2 separate regions of the Mus musculus genome follow, and region 1 is linked to region 2. A link is a contact called in public promoter capture Hi-C data. All regions are on one chromosome and are shown on one strand. Each heading gives the region's core, a stretch centred on a gene start, on an enhancer-like site or on the middle of the called end of the contact. The rest is flanking DNA. Distances are from core to core; before and after follow the strand shown.

Region 1 (6,680 bases), core at 2,832-5,331, 440 kb after region 2:
GCCCCCAAATGCTGACACCATTGCATACACTAGCAAGAATTTTCATATCTTGTTTTCTTAAAGATCCTGTCTTAGTTACTTTTCTATGGCTGCAACAAGACACCATGGCCAATGCAACTTATAAAAGAAAGCATTTAATTTGGAAGCTCACGGTTCAGCCGTCATGGAAGGCAGCTTGCCGGTAAGTACACATGCATGACACTGGAGAAATAACTGAAAGCTAGTGTTGAGACAACAAGCACAAGGCAAAGAAACAGTCCAGGGGAATTTTGTGGGCTTCTGGGACCTCAAAACCACAAAGCCCTCAGTGACACACCTCCTCCAACAAGGCCACACCTCCTAATCCTTCCCAAACAGTTCTACCAACTGGTGATCAAGCATTCAAACAAGGGTCTATGGCAGCCATTCTCATTCAACCCACTACAGCCCCCTAAAAGAACCACCTATAATCAGATTTGGTGCCCTCTTCTGGCCTGCTATATACTAAATAAATAAATAAATAAATAAACCTAAAAATCAAAACAAGAACAAAACCAAAGTGGTATCAGAGTCAGTATTTCAGGTTCCTCACAGTTGCGCTGGAGAGAAAGGCCTAGTTAGCAAGCACACGCTTTTATAGCCAAGCCTGGTGAGCCGACTTAGGTCCCTGAACCCCAAAGTGGAAGAGGAGAGCCAACTCCCCAGAGTTGCCCTGTCTGACACCCACAAGTCCACTGTAGCTCTCCCCCTTCCCAATAAAATCAATTTCCCTTATCTAACTAATCAGACTGCATTTGTAAATATAGAGGTCAATGCTAAAAGACATGTACAATAGATTAGTTATTAGAGGCCCTCTGGCTTTCATCACCTATAAAGCTAACTTGGCTCAGAGCAGGGAGGTTAATAAACACCACACAGAATTCTCCTGGCCAGCATTCTTTCAAAGCCCAGCTTTACCTCCGAGCTTAGGCCCTTTTGTAGTAATTCTAAAAGTGGTATTCGCAAATTTATGTTTTAAAAGTATTAGAGACCGGACAGATGTTTGTTTGGCATTTCCTATGTAATGCTAAGTTCTGCTAGAGTCAAAATTTAGGGACACTTAGGAATTTTTTTAAATAGTGTTTTTATAAGTGTCCAAACTATGTTCAGTATTTGAGAACCGAGCAACTGGTGTGTTAAAGATGCAGAGTACCAGGCTCCCCCAGAGAGCATTTAAAGTCACTCTCCAGGACTTGAGAAATGGCTCAGCACTTAAGAGTACTGTTTGCTCTTCTAGAAAACCCAAGGTGCCACCCAGCAGCCATCTGGTAATCTGATACCCTCTCTGGCCTCCTGGCCATCAGGCACACTCATGGTACACAGACTGACAAGCAGGCAAAATGCCCCCACATAAAAAATAAAAATAAATCTTTTTTTTTTTTCCTGTTTAACCACTGTCTGGTAATATGGTCTGGAACTCTGTTTGGTTTTTTTTGTTTGTTTGTTTGTTTTGTTTTTGTTTTTGTGTTTTTGTTTTTTTGAGACAGGGTTTCTCTGTATAGCCCTGGCTGTCCTGGAACTCACTCTGTAGACCAGGCTAGCCTTGAACTCAGAAATCTGCCTGCCTCTGCCTCCCAAGTACTGGGATTAAAGGCGTGCGCCACCATGCCCGGCATTGTTTTTGGTTTTTCGAGACAGGGTTTCTCTGTAGTCTTGGCTGTCCTGGAACTCACTTTGTAGACCAGGCTGGCCTCGAACTCAGAAATCCACCTGTCTCTGCCTCCCAAGTGCTGGGATTAAAGGCGTGCGCCACCACCGCCCGGCAGCCTGGAACTCTGGACCTCTAGCAAGTAGACCAGGGGATTCATTTCTTGCACTAAAGTTTAACAGTCAAACCTTCAAGAACATGACATTTCTCTCAAGTTTATGTGAAAAACAAAAATAATAACAGCATAAATAAATAAATAATCAGTCAAACCCTATAAGAGGCAAACTTCTGAGGAATGGTCTGGTCTCTAGAGTTAAAAACTAGAGTGTGGTTGTCTGTGTCTGCCTGTAATCCCTGCAAGCAGGAAGATCAGGGGGTCAAGGCTAGCTGTGGCTACATTCGAGGGATTCAAAGTTACCCAGGACTACAGGATCCAGATAACAGACTACACAAAGTCGGAAGAATGGCTAAACAGATTGCTGTTCCTTATAAGACATGTTGCATGACACAACATGAAAAAAGCTTAAAAGCAAGTTTCAAATGAAGAAAATCTAGTTTTAAAAGAACCAAGTATGACCTGGCAGTGGTGGGGGCACGCCTTTAATCTCAGCACTCAGGAGGCCAAGGCAGAAGGATCTCTGTGAGTTCAAGGACAGCCTGGTCTAAAAAGCAAGTTTCAGGACAGTCAGGATTACACAGAGAAACCCTATCTCAAAATAACAACAACAAAAAAGGTCACATGTGTGATTCCATGCCTACAAAAAATCTAGAAGAGACGGTTTCCAATTTAAAAAAAAAATGTATTATTATTTACTGTTATGTGTGTGTGTTTGTGTGAACTTGTTGTTGTCCAAAGGGGACTGTGGAGCTGGAGCCTGGCGTTGCAGGTAGTGGGTGCGAGGAACCGCAAGAGAAGCAAGTGCTCTTAACTGCTGAGCCATCTCTCCAGCCCCATGGGGCTTCTTTTTCCAATAAGACGCTGACTGCAAAATGATCTGGGAGTAGACAATGGAGATGATTATAAAACCTTGAGGAATATTTAAAAACACCGATTTGTACACTTAAAAGGGTGACCTATAACACTTGGGTTCAATCTCAAAAAGTTATCTAAAAAGTCAAAGCAAGTTGACAAAGCAGGTCATCATTTTTTTTATCTAGACTAAAAGTGGCTGTAAAGAAACACAGGCGAGCATGATGAATAGACTTAGAGTCCTTATTCAAACGAACTCATTGTAAAGTAACATTGTATCAGAATAGTCTTGCTGTGAACTTGGAGCGGCTGTTTATTCTAGCAATCACATTGGCATTGTCCTCAGGCAAGATGGCCTCTTTTCTTTTGAAATAAATACTGAAATATTAAGAGGTGAAACAAACCAAGCTTGAGATTTGCTTTAAAATACCCCCCCTCCCCCAACAGACCAAGACGATAGATGCGCCAGGTCTGGAATGAATGGCTGGCTTTTAGCCGAGAGAAGAACGCAGGCACGTGGCTCTTTGAACATTTTTAGTTTTAATATAAGTTTGGAAATTTAATTTCTTCAAATTAAAAAAATAATTTTATTATTATTATTATTATTATTATTATTATTTTAAAAACCTTGCCAATAAAATCATCTCAGACCGTGGAAATTCTCATTAAAATAAGTTAAGCACATATCCAGGCCTGGTGGTGAAAATTTGTCGTCCCTTCTACTCAGGAAGCTGAGGCAGAAGGACGGAAAGTTCCAGTCTTGTCTGGGAAATTTAGTGAGACCTAGTTTCAAAGTAATAAAAGGGTTTGGGATCTGAGACGCCAGGCTCTACTTTTAACCCAGGACCACTAAAAACAAGACAAAGGTATAGCCTAGGTGGAGAGTGGCATGCATGCCAGCAATCCTAGCACGTAGCACTGAGGATAACAAGTTTGATGAATACCCTGAACTAGCTACACAGTAAGTTAGAAAGCAGTGTGGGCACCTAAGAGAGACTCTGACTCAAAATTAATGGTACGGGCTGAGGAGGTAGCTCTGTGGTAGAGCTCTGTTGAGAACTAACTGCCTCACATCTCCAGCAACATTTCTCCTTGATATTACTCTCCAGGAACACAGAAAAAGGCAGCTCCTCTCAGGGTTAAGGAGGGGCCCTGGGAGTGAACTAGCTGAACAAGAAGGGATCTAAGTCGGAACACACCTAGCACCGGCATAGCTTCAGGAAAGGAAGGTTTCCACTGAGCACAGCCTCAACGCTTCCAACACCGCAGTGGGTGGAGAACCTGCTGCTGGAAGTCAACGGCCCCACCCTACCGGGTCCGAAACGTCCCGACGATTGGCTTCCCATACCAGCCACGCCTACAATCCTTCTGACGATTGGCTGCTCTCCTTTTCCTGTTCTGCCCCCTCCAAGCGGCCCTCTGATTGGTTGCAGGTCTCGGGGGGGGGGGGCAGCTCCGCCCCTCTCCCGGATGGCTGTATTAACGCAGCGCGCAGCGGCTCGGTCTTTCGGTCCCGGCCTTGGTGGTGAGTGTCCTCGTGGGAGGGTGTCAGGATGTCCCCGTGTCCCCTCGAGCTTTGCCCGCCCCGAGCTCAGCTGCTCCCGGCGGCCAGAACGGAGGGGTAGAGCAGTTCTCAGCGGCCCGCGGGGCGGGCGGCAGTGTCCAGCCCGGGGCTGCGCGAGACACAAAGTCCTCTGTGCCGTCCGACCCGGGCACCCTGACCACCGCCCTTTCCCTCTGCAGGCCGATCCACCCGAGCCGGTCCCCACTGCCCAGCCGTGCTGCTGCCTCGGACACAAGCGCAGGTACGTCCCGGCATTGATCGGAGGCAGGCCCTGGCCACGTGGCCGAGAAGACGGAGGTTCCAGGCCTGTCTTTGTTGAGCTGCGCCGGGCCTCCCCAGTCGCCCTTTCCTGTGCCCTTTTAAGGTTGTCGCAGTACTTTAAGAGGCTAACACAGAAGGGTAAAGGAACTCTCCATAAAACCCAGAGAGGAAAACTACACCTCCTCTTTGGATCCTGTCTGGAGTCACAAATGAACCAAAAGCTTCATTTAAAACTTGAATGTGCGCATTTTAGGTTCTGGCGATTGCTAGGTAGTGATATAGGATTTTAAAGAAAAGAAAACGTAGCCTACCTGGTTTAATTTGGTTGGAGGAGAAAGTTCAGAAGACAAGAATACATTTGCTTTTCTAGAAGTGAGATTTTAGGTCAGCTGGAAAGGATATAGTTGAGTATGTTCCACTTATGTGAAACATTTTTATTCTTTCATAGGTTGAAAACTACAAGAAACCCGTGACTGAATGGCTCCAAGGTGAAGTACTCTTGCATGTAGTGACCAGGTTTGCCTGTATTCCACTTTAGGATTAGTATCGAAGCTGAAATAGGTGAAGTGAGGGCCATGTGAGTTTCCTTGAATGGCCTTGTAACTGATTACCCTGAAGGTAGTTTGCTAAAGATTTTAATCAATGTACTAGGATCCTGCCCCACCCCTTCTTCATGTCCCACTGCCCTAGAATCAGATCTGCATGGCTATGACATGCTCGCCGTTTTAAAGATGCAAAGATTTCATGCTAGATCATTAGAATGTATCTGGACTTCGTTAGGACAAGTTCTTTGCTAGTAACCAGTCACGTGCTAGCAATTGAGGTGTGTTAACCTGTATATTGTTGCCTATGAGTAATTTTCCATAATCTTTAATAAAGGCTTCCTGTGTCAATTCTATGGCTTGTTCACTTGTTCTTATTACTGGGGAGGGGGGGGGGGGTCAGAACCACTTGGAGCAATTTGTCCTAACACCATGTGCGTGCGTCCCTAGGATCAAACTCAGGCTGTCAGGCCTGGTGCCAGCCACTGCTAGCTGTAAGGTTATTTCTTAGCATTGTTTTTCAATTGTTTTCCAAGCTTCTGTTTGGTGCCTATTGAACCCACGATTTATATTCATCTAGGCCTTGTGTGTGTGATGCTAGGGATATAACTTGTCCTTAGGCTGCATGGCGCCTTTACCTGGGCCTTTTAATTTTCAGAAGTGGTTTCATTTTAAAAGAAGCCACCTTCAAGGATACAAAGTTGTGTGAGTATGCAGGGAGACAATGGAAACTGTTACAATTGAGTCTGAAATATCAATTGTTTCTATTTACACAATAGCCTTAAAGTTCTCTGACCAAAGTAGACAAAACTGCAGCACAGTTCGGCTATAATCATATTGGCTACATTGTACTGAGTACTGAGAGTACTCAGTAGCCACATGTGGCCAGGGACAGCGCAGTACAGGTTTCTGTTACTATAAGGTTGCTGGTAGCTATTATAAGCTACTCTGTAAACATCTTGGTCTTTTTTAAGTGAGCAGCCTGTAGATGTGCCTCCATGATGACAAAATCTTAAGCGGGGTATGGGCAGAGGAAGCTGGAGGATGGGACATTACCATCACACCCTGCTTTTAATTGGGCCAGTGGAACATCAGTAAGATGAGCAGGAGTCTAAAACTACCTGCTAACACCTGCACTAGCCCGAAAAAGGACACAGGCTACATTTAATCGAAATGTATAATTTAGAAAAATTCAAAATAGACTGGAGAGCTGGCTCGCCACTTAGGGACCACTTGCTATTGCAGAGGGCCTGGGTTTGGTTCCCAGCACTCACGGAGGCTCACAACCTCTAGGGAGTGTGACACCAGGAAAGCTTGGAGTGCCCATGCATACATGTAATCAAACACGGAAAGTCTTAAAAATGCCAAAGCTACCTCGTGTATGCTTTTAGGTTGCAATTTCAGTGCTTAGGTTGCAGTTTTACAACACAAGACAGGAAAGGAAATAGGTATATGCTAGGTTTTGAGTGTGTATGTATTCAAAATTAAGTCCATTTGAAGTTGGAATATTACAAATGAAGTTGTAATTTGCAGGGGTAGAGGGCATAAAGGGGAGTAGTAGTTTTAAACTCACTGGTCCTCATAGTCCTTAGATCCATGCACCCATGAAGCCAATGTAAGATGTTCAATATGTATTACATGTTGACATTTCCCTGAGAACAATGGCCCTGAATGTAT
Region 2 (6,726 bases), core at 2,194-4,693:
AAAGGACGCCCTCAAAATCCAAAACATGCCTTTACCTTTATATCAACTCCCCGTCTTGGGATACTGTCCTGTCCTGAGCTGTGACAAACTGCAAGGGAGTATTTGAGTGTACTGGTGGGTGAGACTTGGGTGCAGATCAAGTGGAAACTTTAGGTAGCTTAAATCAAACTAGTCTCTTCCCCCTCAACTCCTCTGGAAGCCTGTGAAGTCAAGTCTGGCACTTTCTTTGAGGCATTAGAGGCAGATTGTCCATTTAATATTGGAGACTATATTAGGTCCTTAGGAACCTAACTTGACTCACAGTGAGCACCAGGAGACAGTCAGGTGCACATTGGTTGCTCTCTGCACTGATTAAGTTGAAAACAATAGAATGAGTAGCATCCTAAGTTCAAGAACTCCTCAGATGATGAGTAGTTTCTACAAACTACCCTAGGCCACCCAAGGGAGATGTCTGATTCAGCTTTTTCTCTCCAGGTACTGGGTCATTTTGCTTTTCTAACTCAGCTTCCCTGCTTCGCCTACTTCTGATGGCTGGCTGGCTGTGGAGTTAAATACTCTGACACACAGCAAATGTCTCCCAACCTTCCCCCTCTCTCATGCCTGATTTCGGATATAAGCTGTATCTATGTGGTCATTTGCCTGGTCCTGTCTTCTTCCCCAACTGCTAAAACTGCCTGGCTCTATCACTGGGACGAACCTGCGTTTTAGTCAGGAAGACTATGTAAATCACAACCCACAGGTTTGAAAGTCGGCGGTGTCTGGGTAATAGCTTGGCTCTGGTCCCATTTATCAACTTTGACAATAAGGCTTTTGACTGCTCCTGGGTTCCTGTGCCTCACTATTCACTATGCTCAAGTCGTTTCCTTTTTCTCTGACAGCTATACTCCTTTGTGTCCCCCAAGAACCCACCAAATGTCACATTCTCTTCAGAGCCCCCATACTCTGATTAGCGCTACTCTGTTTCTAACCTTGTGTCAGTCTCAATCACTCACAATAATGGAACTTATTAAATGTCTTCCAGAGCTGCCTGGCACTCCAGATTCTAAGCAGATAAGAAGCCCCACCTTGCTTTTTTTTTTTTTTTAACATGTCTCCACATAGGTACTTTAATAATGGATTTTTCTGAAGTCAGATGGACCTTGACTGTCTGAAGATGGGTCTCTTCTCCTTGGATTCCTCGTTGCTGAGGTGTTACTGACAGGTCACCCACTTGTTCTCATTGCCAATGTGTCTTCTTCTGGCTGCTGTTGTTTTCTAAGATTTGATATTATACGTGTATGAATGTTTTCCCTGCAGATATGTATATGTACCACCTGCATGCCTGGTGCTGGTGGAGGTCAGAAGAGGCTGTTAGACCCCCTAGGACTGGAGTTACAGTTATGAGCCACCAAACATGTGTAGGGAACCAAACTCAGGTCCTCTGCAAGAACAGCCAATGCTCTTAACCTCTGAGCCATCCCTCCGACCCAGCATGACTGCCCTCCGAAAAACCCAACAAGCGGCTGAAAGAGTCAGAGGCAGATATTTGCACCCAACCAATCAATGGACAGAAGCTGCTGACCCCTGTGGTTGAATTAAGGAAAAGCTGGAAGAAGCTGAGGAGGAGGGTGACCCTGTAGGAGGACCAGCAGTCTCAACTAACCTGGACCCCCAAGATCTCTCAGACACTGGACCACCAAACAGCATATGCTAGCTGATATGAGGCCCCCAACACATATACAGCAGAGGACTGCTGGGTCCCGGTTTAGTCAGAGAAGATGCACCTAACCTTCGAGAGACTGGAGGCACCAGGGAGTTTAGAGGTCTGGTGGGGTTGGGGAGGGAGAGGGTAGGGACATCTTCGTGGAGACAGGGGTGGGGCTGGGGAGGAAGTGTGGGGTGTGGAACAGTCAAAGGGTGGACCGGGAGGGGTATAAAATACGGAGCATAAATAAATAAATAAATAAATAAATAAATAAATGATTTTTTAAAATGAGAACCAATTCACAGAATTAACCACAAGGGTAGTGTTCGTCATGTCTAATGATGTTTTGAAGTTTTTTCCCTTCTGATGCATTTGGAGGGTGCTGTGTGCTTGCAATGTCTCTAATTCTCACAGCAGTCTTATTTTAACGGGAATTATACCAGTTCACTATGACACCCATTTGATATTCAGGATTTTATCTTGCATTATTCTGCTTTTACCATAATTTTCTCCCTTCCCTTCCTCCTTCCCCCCTCCCCTCTCCCCTCTCCTTTCCTCCTCTCCTCTCTCCTTTCTCTCCTCCCTCCCTCTCCTCTCCTTCCCCTCCCTCCCCTTTCCTTCCTTCACTTCCCCTCTCCTCCCTCTCCCCTCCCCTCTCCTCTTTCTTCCTCTCCTTCCCCTCCCCTCCTCTTTCTTCCGCTCCCCTCCCCTTCCCCCTTTCTCTGTACTTGTGTGGAGGCCAGATATTGTTTTAATCTCTTCACCTTATTTTCTTGATACAGGATCTCTGCCTGAACAGAGAGCTCAGGAATCATCTAGACCAATTGGCCATCAGTCCCAGGGAATCTCCTGTGTCAGTGCCCGGATTTAAAACAAACAAACAAACAAGAAACCCAAACAAAACAACCCCCAAAACCTCCCCATGTCTCCTGTGGATCCACTCAGGACCTCGAGCTTGCATGACAACCACTTCTCGGACTGGTAAATCCTAGCAACTCCGTTTTAAAAAGCAATTTCGTGCAAATGGAACAGAGGCTAGATTTCCTCTGAACAGCAATACAGGTCCCTGACACAGCGAACAGTAAGACACGAGTGTCATGGCACCCGCCCACCCCCACTTCCCACACAACACAGGCTTGCACCTGATCGTGCTGAGGAAGACCTGGAAGTCAGGGCGAGGATCCCGCCCGGTAGTGTGTGTCTTTCTGTACAGTACAAACCAACGGACAGACCCACGGAGGAGGAGGAGGGCACAAAGCCCAAAATGAAAGTAGTAAAAAACGGACATTGGAGTCCCAATTTCACAAATGGAGAATTAAAGGCACTATGGGTGGAGGAATAAAGAAAGGGCCAAGGAAGTGGTTGCCAAAAAGTCTACTCAAAATTTTCATGAAGTTAACTTGCTTTCCTACGTACGCACTGCCACCCAGTACGGGGTGCAGCCCCGGGTTAGGTGCCCTGCGGTTCCCAGCGCAGGGTCCCACAGCAGCCCCCCACCCCAGGGTCTGGGTGTCCTCCAGAGGGTAGCACAAGTCGGAGTTTCGACGCTTCTGTGCCTTCGCCTCGGGCCCGTTACGCCACGGCGCTGGGTGGGAGGAGGTCGCGGTAGGGGTGGGTCCCCAAGGTCCCCAGGCTGGGAGCGAGGAGTGGGGGGCGGGGCGTTGCTCCGACGCTAGCCCCGGGTCCCTGGCAGCCGGCCGCCACGTCAAGGTTTGTTTAATAATCGCCGGGGTATTTATGGCCTGGTCGGCAGGCGGCTGCGGGGGAGCCAGAACAGCGCGCCGGGCAGGGGGGACCTGCCCGGTCCGACCCGAGGGGGAGGATGGACACTCCAGCCGCGTTCTGAGCCTGTGTGGAAGATAACATCCTTAAGCTACATCACCCCGTCGTTCAGCCTAAGCCACCCACTCCCTCGTCCCCTCTACTACTAGATCTCCCGGAGTCGGAAGCGCGAAAAAGCGCGCGATGGCAGAAAGCCTGAAGAAGCTGGCCAAAAGCGAATCTTTACAAGCACTGCAGGATAAAGTCACCTACTGGGTGAACGACTACAACGTGAGTCAGGGTGGGAGATCCTAGGGCTCACAACCCCACCGCTCTTGGGACCCTAACGGGGATCTCAGACTCCTACCCAGGTCAAAGAAGAAAGCCCCACCTTTATCGGTGGTGGGGTGACTCCAGCCGTAGCGCTAACCAGTATTCGGTAACCTTGGACACCCGCGGCCCTAGCAACAGAAGGGTAGCTTAGAGCTGCCAGCCACTCCCATTCTCAGGACCTTCCCCCCTCCTTCCCTTTTTAGGGATTCCCGGAGTGAACTTTCCCTACACCTGGGTGCTATTAAGGAAAAGGGGCACTTGTAAAGGTTGCACTTTTTGTTTGCCCGCTGGTCAGCATGGCTATTAGGGTAGCAGGGCAACTTCCAGGAGGTGCTGGCAAGGCTTTTGTAAGAAATTACTGTGTCACCAGCACACTGTCACACTCAGAAGCACACTCCAAACTTCATGAATGCCACTTCAGCGGTGTTTCAACAGCTGCATGTTGAACTTGGCTCTCTTCGATGGAAGTGTCTTCAAGAGGAGGCTCTGAGTTTTACCCAGGCGGGGAGCAGTCAGGAAAGTGACGGTTAGGTTCTCCATCTCTATGTGGCTACAACTAGCCAAATAACGTTTCCTAGCCACACTGGGTCTCAGCATCTTATCTGTTCCATTGTTGGGATTGGATTAAACAATATGTAAACTTACTTTCTAGATCTCATTTTTAAATAATGTAGATCATCTTGTTTCTGAATTTACATCTGAACGTATCCCATATCTTGTTAAGTGTAGTTTCGATTTGGATCCGTTGCTAAGCACAGTCCTGTAATCCCCCAAAGAGGTTTTTATTAGTACTAGGGAATCTTGACTTAAACCTTAAGATCTGTATTCCCTACAGCAAACTCTAGTTGTTAATAATGTTAGTTGTAGAAGACTATATTTATTAAAAAGCTGTAAACTGTGTTGGTTTGGAAGGTTAATTTTGCAGTGTATACTCCTATTGGCTTAGCTAGAATTAACTTTAAAAAAAAAAAAAGTCACGTATAATCCTTTAGAATCATGAACACAGTTAAAGCCATTCCCCAGTAGGAAACTTTAAAAGAAAGTGTGTAAATGGCTCAGATTAACTCTAAACACAATGCACACTTTCAAGTTTTCCCAACTAAGGATGATTCGGGCTAATACCTGAGTTAGCTTTGCTGCATGAAGTTCCTTCTCTGGCCCTCTTCATCTCAGCCTTGATTTGAGGAGCCCCACTGCTGCACTCACCACTGTGCTCTGAGACAGGCTTCTTTTCTTTTCAGAGCATATGGTGTGCCTTCTGTACTAGATGTGGGGATTATTAGCACTGGAAGCTATATTTTTAATTAAAAACATTTATTTTATGTGCATGGGTGTTTTGCCTGTGTATCTATCACCTGTGCAGTGCTTGCAGAGATCAGAAGAGGACACCAGGTCCCTTGAAACTAGAGTTAGAGATGGCTGTGAGCTGTCCTGTAAGTGCTGAGAACCGAACCAGGGTCTTCACTAGAGCAGCCAGTGAAGCCATCTGTCCATCCCTAATGGAGCTGAATCTTAATGATGAGCCTCAATCTGCAGAAGAAAAGGAAGGGTAGAGGAAGCCTCATGTGCAAGATTTAGGATTGGTGGGGGCTGGGAGGATCGACACCTGATGAAGCTGAGAAGGTGGGGGGTTGGGGGCAGATACCAGAGAGCTTTGAGGGGTGTGTTTGGGAGTTCAGCCTTTGTTTGAGGGCCAGAAAGGGACTCTGAGAGCATAATGCAGAAAGAAAACCACTTAGGATTAGGTGTATACAGGCCGTTCTAGTTGTCTTATGATGGGGAAATGGGAATCTCTAGAAAAAGGGTTTGGAGCTAGGTGATACTTGAGGCAACAGAATGTACGAATGAATCAGCCTGACATATTAAGCAGACAAGATGAAAGACATCAAGAATGACCCTTAAGGTTCATGTGAGAGCATGTAGTTTAACCACCTGAAATTTATGGTACATCTGTATATTTTATTGGCCACTTCTGCAAAAGGCATGAATCACCTTATGTGCAGACCTGAATTCTAATGACAATTACTGCTTGAAGATGTCATGTGAAATTCACCTTACATTAGAGTACCTTCAGTAGGTCAGCCCTGGCCTGAATCCCTCCTCCTTCTGAGATACTTCCATTTTCCCTCAAAGTCCTGTGGACTAAGGAGTTAACCTGAATTATTTCTGCCAAGACTTGACTCTGAAGAAGTGTGTTCTATAATTATAGTAGCAAATGGTAAATATGCTATCCTTGATAGCAGATCCTCAAGATAGGATAGATGACAAGTTGTTTTGTTTTGTTTTGTTTTGTTTTGTGAGACAGGATCTTGTTATATCCTGGGTTAGCCTCTAACTTGCAATCACTCTGCCTCAGCCTCTTGAGTGTGCTGAGTTTACAGGCATACACCACCATATCTTGCTATAAATGATATTTTTAAAAGTAAAATAATACATACAAGGACATTATAATTCAGAAAAAAATTTTTTTGTTTGTTTGTTTTAACAAAAGGACATGTAGCCCAGGCTGGCCTCGAAGTTAATTATGTAGCTAGAAATGAACTTGAATTTCTAATTTGCCTGTTTTCCCCCATTCATGCCCTGGGATTACATATGTGAGCCATTATGCACAGTTTATGAGCTGCTAGTGATAGAGGCAGGGCTTTTTGCATGGCAGGCACACATTCTCTCAATGGGGCCCTAGCCCCAAGAAAGATTGGGATATTTAATTTATGAGTGAGGCTGATGGGAAAGCTGGTAATATAAGAGGAGTTCTCTCTGTATTGCTCTTCTCTTACATTAAAGATAAGTGTTAAAAACATGGTATTAAATATCACCACACAAAAGGAGATTTTACTGAGGTGTGCCTTATGTTTGGTATAGAATTTGTGGTTGATGTCTGTCAATGTTGCTATGGTGTATTCCAACAGATTCCTTGCCCATTTTATCCACTCCCTAGTCAGTAGACT

The links. Promoter capture Hi-C pulls out the DNA fragments that hold promoters and counts their contacts.
Region 1: a contact with region 2 is called in a promoter capture Hi-C map of pre-B cells, with 2.3 times the contacts expected there. The contact joins the promoter of Dancr here to the promoter of Spata18 in region 2. A contact is called at or near these places in 1 of 39 promoter capture datasets (pre-B cells), 6 of 115 datasets of contacts at active chromatin or transcription factors (acute myeloid leukemia, astrocytes, embryonic stem cells and 3 more) and 1 of 9 other capture datasets (embryonic stem cells).

What each region holds. Positions count from the first base shown.
Region 1 is chr5:74,088,979-74,095,658 of GRCm38.p6, forward strand. It overlaps Dancr (differentiation antagonizing non-protein coding RNA), which reads left to right and starts at 4,082. Exons shown (of 1, transcript NR_145133.1): 1 at 4,082-5,359. Snora26 (small nucleolar RNA, H/ACA box 26) reads left to right here and starts at 4,552; the gene lies at 4,552-4,672.
Region 2 is chr5:73,647,937-73,654,662 of GRCm38.p6, forward strand. Spata18 (spermatogenesis associated 18) reads left to right here and starts at 3,444. Exons shown (of 13, transcript NM_178387.3): 1 at 3,444-3,736. The coding sequence starts at 3,650. It overlaps Gm34902 (a long non-coding RNA gene), which reads right to left and starts at 3,918. Exons shown (of 2, transcript XR_377025.3): 1 at 3,837-3,918; 2 at 3,044-3,532.